Regions from separate parts of the Rattus norvegicus genome. Here region 1 is linked to region 2. Evidence: chromatin contacts called from public HiChIP or PLAC-seq data. All regions are on one chromosome and are shown on one strand. The core of a region is the stretch at or near the end of the contact, and the rest is flanking DNA. Distances in the headings are between cores, read along the strand shown. Region 1 holds the start of Ncl (nucleolin). Region 2 holds the start of Psmd1 (proteasome 26S subunit, non-ATPase 1).

Evidence for each region. HiChIP or PLAC-seq counts read pairs in DNA pulled down with a chosen protein or histone mark.
Region 1: a contact with region 2 is called in an H3K27ac HiChIP or PLAC-seq map of oligodendrocytes, with 4 times the contacts expected there. The contact joins the promoter of Ncl here to the promoter of Psmd1 in region 2. A contact is called at or near these places in 1 of 12 Hi-C or Micro-C datasets (hepatocytes) and 1 of 1 datasets of contacts at active chromatin or transcription factors (oligodendrocytes).

Annotation. Positions count from the first base shown.
Region 1 is chr9:94,454,718-94,457,417 of GRCr8, forward strand. Ncl (nucleolin) reads right to left here and starts at 1,366. Exons shown (of 14, transcript NM_012749.2): 1 at 1,223-1,366; 2 at 170-286. The coding sequence starts at 1,240.
Region 2 is chr9:94,156,601-94,159,300 of GRCr8, forward strand. Psmd1 (proteasome 26S subunit, non-ATPase 1) reads left to right here and starts at 1,371. Exons shown (of 25, transcript NM_031978.2): 1 at 1,371-1,527. The coding sequence starts at 1,512.

The sequences.
Region 1 (2,700 bases), core at 116-2,615, 300 kb after region 2:
GCAATTTTCCCAAAAACGGAGGGAAAACCACCCCACAAATCTACAGTAAACTCTACTCAATACAACATACGAAACTCTGCCCAGACACCCCCCCGAACTGACTGTTATTTCTGACACTTCCAGTCAATCTACCACTGCAAATCACACAATTTTTCAAATAGCATCCTACCTCCTCTTCTCCACTGCTGTCATCTTCATCTTCTGACATTTCTTCATCCTCACTATCTTCTTCCACCTCCTTTGGAGGAGGAGCCATTTTCTTGGACTCTCCGTGGGTTTTGCCGGCCTACAAATGCACACAAAAAAATCACCCGCATTGTAAGCCACTTTGTCCTCGGCCACCACCTCCTTTCTTACTAAAGAACACAAGCATAAAGACTTCTCGTGGCCAGGCACGACACTCTTCCTGGCAAATTTTTCTGAGAACTGCGCATAATTTGTCTTACAGACAGAAACCTTCACCAGGAAACAGCCACAGGTTTTTAAAGTCTACTTAGTCGTGGCACTTTATTTTCTGGCACGTTCCACAAAAAAGAAAAAAACCCAGTTAAAGGTTCCATTTTAACTATTTGCCGGGGAAGGGGGTTATCTCGAAGGCACCTCTTAAAAGCATCTCTGTATCGGAGCTACTTCCTACTTTCTCACGCTTACAGCCAAACCACGTGGAGTCACCTAGCCGGTCACCACGCGCTACCTCAGGAGCCCACCACGTGTCCATCTACCCGTCACGGTCAGGGACTGCGGATCGCTAGGTAACTAGGCCAACTCTACTGTCCCCTTTCCCGGTGTACTCCCACTCCCCTCACTGCCTCGGACGCGCGACACGTGCGGAGCGCCGTAACCCACGTGGCGGGCCGCGCACCGGAGCACGTGCGCCGGGAGGCGGGGCCGAGAGCGCTAGCCGCTTAAGGTTGGCCCACTTCACTCGCCGAGCCTCCAACCCCCTCTCCGCGCTCAACTCCTCCGACTTCCCCTCACACCGACCCCCGGCCCCGGTGCACTCTACATCGCCCTCCCAGAACCTGCCTCGGCTCCTCTCATCCCTCAAGTCAGAGGCCAAACACCGCGAGACCTCCCGCTAGTCGCGCGAGACTTCCCTCAGCATGGCGCCCTCGAACGCGCCCGGGACTGTGCGCAGGCCCTCCTCCCCTCCGCGACGGGCGCGCGCGCGTCTCTCAGAAAGCAGGCCTAGTCGTCCGTGTTCGCGCGTCAGGCCTATTACCTTTGCGAGTTTCACCATGATGGCGGATTACGGCGACGGCGTGTGTAGAGAGCGAGCAGCTCAGAAGAGCTTAGCGGAACCCACGCGAAGACGACTGGATCGGCGGGTAATGAAGACTCTGGAGCACGTACAACCGCCTGCCAGCTACAGCTAGCGTCTGAGGCAAAAGACTGAGCTTGCCCAGTAATCGCCTCTGGAAAGGCGACGAAGGTGTTCTCGTGACCTCACCTCCACCAACCAGAGCTCGCGTCCGTCCCCCGAACCAACCGCGAGCCTTAACCCAGGACGGCGTGGGTCGGGCCTAAAGCGTGGGGGAGGGCGGGGCTCTTAGGGGCAGGGCCTGACGTCTGCTTTTGAGGGCGGGACTAGTTTTGGCCAAGGCGGACGTTGATTGGTCAGTGTGCTGGTCCTTTGAGTGTTCCTGAGCGCCCGCTCGCTACACGCCTGCGCAGTGAAACGCGCGAGTTTGGCGCGGCTTGAGTGAGGCGCGAGTAGGTGGCGGTATGGCCCGGATTCCCTCAGGTATCCGTACGCCGCATGGACGTCTGTGCTTAGGTGGTCTGGGCATTTCTCGGGGATTTCCCTTGCGTAGCGGAAACCTGCGCCTCCCGGTGGACTTCTCAGGGGCCTAGAACGTTCGCCGCGCTGAAGAGCTGGAGAGCGCCGGAAGGCCTAGAGTTCATTCGGGCCGTTTAGTGGGCCTTGGCCTGCCCTCGGTAGAGGTGGCGGTCCTCTTGGCTGTGGTAGCCTGATGCGAGCCACCACTTTCCTGAGAGCTCCTAATAAAAGCAATTTCGCGCGCGCGCGCGCGTGTGTGTGTGTGTGTGTGTGAGCAGTGCACAAACAGTCCATTTAATCTCTGACCTCACGCGGTAGGTATAACTCCAGGTTCAGAGAGGTGACTTCCTGGTGTGTGGTGGGAGAAGTACTCGGCCTGCCTGGGACCGCTCACGAGTTCCCTCCGTGGCAGAGGACGAGAGAGTTGTCTTGGATTGCTTTAAACGGATTGCCACTAACTGGTTCCAAGCGTAGCAAACGGGTGCCCTCATCAGCTGACAATATCGATTAAAAATTACCTGTGGAGGTGCTGGTGGGGGTTGAGATAGGGCCTCACTATTTGCTCTGGCCGTCCTAGAGCACACTGTGTAGACCAGGCTAGCCTCGACCCGCGTCGTCACGCCCGGCCCAATCTAGAAGATTTGATTGGAGTTTTTTGTTTTTTTGTTTTTTTGTTTTTTGGTTCTTTTTTCGGAGCTGGGGATCGAACCCAGGGCCTTGCGCTTGCTAGGCAAGCGCTCTACCGCTGAGCTAAATCCCCAACCCCTTGATTGGAGTTTTTGAGATAGGTTTTCTCTTTGTAGCCCTGGCTGCCCCGGGACTCATTCTAGACCAGGCTGCCTTCGAACTCGGAGATACCCCTGCCCCCTCCTTTGCCATCCTCGGGAGATTTTAACTCAAGTGGGATGTGTTGAGACCCC
Region 2 (2,700 bases), core at 121-2,620:
ATAGGCAGTTGTGAACTGCTCAGTGTGGGTGCTGGAGACTGTATTTGGGTCCTCTGGAAGCTTAACCATGAAAGGCAACTGCCCCTTTTTTTTTTTTTTTTTCTTTTTTTTCTTTTTTTCGGAGCTGGCGACTGAACCCAGGGCCTTGCACTTGCTAGGCAAGCGCTCTACCACTGAGCTAAATCCCCAACCCCGGCAACTGCTCTTTTAAGACAGGCTCTCCATCTATGACTCCTATCTCATCAGAATTCCCTATGGAGACAAGGCTGGCCTGGAACTCACAGATCTGCCTCCCGTTGCCTCCAAAGGGGTGCACCTCCATGTTTGACACCCGTAAAGTCTATTTTTGCGTGTGTGTTCATATTTGGGGTAAGGAGAGGTCCTCTGGAGGTTGTAGCTGTACAAAAGACACAGTCATGGAGGCAAGTTTGTGTCAAACTTGCACACATATATAAACACACACACATTATACACACACACACATACACACATATGTGCAAGTAGGCTGGAGGTTAACATTGGGTGTCTTCCTCAGTTGCTCTTCCACCCCTCCCTAGGACCCACCCCCTCAAAGGTCTCACTTTGTGGCTCTGGCTGTCCTGGAATCTACTTGTAGGCCAGGGTGGCCTTAAATCCACAGAGATCTGCCTGCCTCTGCCTTTGCCTCTGCTTCCTGGGTGCTGTGATTAAAGGCGTGAACCATTACACTCAGCCACTTTATTTTTTGAACCAGAGTCTCTTACTAGACCTGGAGCTCACTAACTGGCTGGACCAACAGCAAGCCCCAGATAATCGACCCGTTTTCACCTCCTCCAGCCCTGGGTTTACACCGGCCACTGAGAATCCAGACTCAACCCACTTAAGTGACCAAGTCGTCTCTCCAGCAGTATTCCACCACTACCTTTCCCCCACTTAAATAGCATATCTTTTATAACCTAGGCTGGCCTCGAATTCAAGATCCTTCTGCCTCAGTTGCTTTTCTAAGAAAACACGTACCTATATTCCCAATAGTCTTGGGTTGACGGGCATTACTGCAGTGAGACCGCCATACCATTAGGTGGCGCTGCGAGCACTGCTTAGACCTTCCCTAGCACCCTTTCTCTTAGCAATGGCGGATGATGAGAGGACCTCTCTTTGCAAGGGTGTCTATTTTGAAGCCTGATGGCAAGTGCAAATGAATGTTCGTTCCTAGCCGACCAGATCTATGACCTCGCGAGAATTATAAAAAACAACGGCATTATTTTACCCTATTGCATGGTATCGAGAGGCCGGAGCTGCCTAAAAGACACAGGCGTGGAGGTGAATTTGCGTCAAGCCTCAGGCGGAGATGAGGGCAGCCCTAGGGCGGGCGAGGTCCTCGGCTAGAAGCGAGCCGGCGGCCTGTGAGGGGACTGACTGAGCAGCGCACCCGGGAACCTGGAGGTGCGGTAGAGCAAGCGGGCCCTGAGCTGACAGATCCAGGGCTTGGCCAGAACTGTGGACGAGCGGATCGGCGAGTGCAGGGCGCAGCCATGATCACTTCAGCCGGTGAGTGCGGCCGGGAGCAGGCGCCCCAGTGAGGAGCCACCTCCGCGCCGGCGTTTAGCTGAGTCAGGGCGGGTGACTGGGCACCTCCGGGTCGAGCGCCGGCCTGCGCGGCCCCTCTGCCCGAGGCCCACCTCGGGGATCAAGGGCTGGGAGACTGACCAGGCTACTGCAGGCCCCTTGGGTTCGTAGGAATAGGACCAGGTAGCCACCTGAGCGTCCCTGGCCAGCCACACCCCCGTGCCAGGACCGGACCGGGCTCCTAGGCGGTCGCTGGACCTTTATTCTCTCTGTCCGCTTCTTGGTCGAATGACCCCCGATCCTTCCCCGTAGGTGTATCAGCTTGGGATGCGCCCCGGTGCCATCGTAACATCTTATAGCAGCTCCTGGCCGGGCAGCCTAACTGCTACACTTCTGTGCTTCTGGCTCGGGCTTGAGATACCTTCTCCTAGAAGTCCGAAAGTAGGTTTGAGGTGGCTGGGTTTCTGGGGCCACCTTATTCACTTAAGAACCTCGTTCAGTGAAGGAAGTATTGAGTGGAAAGCCAACTTACCGTGTGTGTTTGAGATTCTCGGGACTGCAAAGCCGGGTTCACCCACTTGTATAGTTTTAGGTACTTGTAGTGGCTATTGAAATGGGAAGGTGTTGGGATGAACTGCTAAATGGAAACTTTCAAGCCCACCACTATACACTTGATTTGCATATAGCTGTTCCCGGTCTTGGTGCTTTTTCAGCCTTGGCTGCTTGGTTGTCCTTATTCTGTACTTGCGCTACAAGTATTTGATTGTGAACAAACAGGTTCTCAGTAGACAGTAATCTGTATGGTGGGGACCTTAAGACCATCTTTATGAGGATTGGTTAAGGAAATGGGTAGAGATGTTAGACCTTTATTCTCTTCCCCCCTCTTCTCTTCTCTTTTATCGTTTTGTCTGTTTCAGACAGGCAATCACTTTGTAGCGCTGTCCCCGAACTCACTATGTAGACCAGGCTGACCTCAAACTCACAGAGATCTCCTGCCTCTGCTTCCCAAATACTGGGACTTATTTATACTCTGCACCACTACACCCTGTGATGGCTGTTTTCAGACACATGAAGAAGTGTTTGTACTTGAAGTCAGACTTTTGTCCTGATAAATACAGATGATTATAATGAACTTTAGTTCCCATCAAAGGAAAT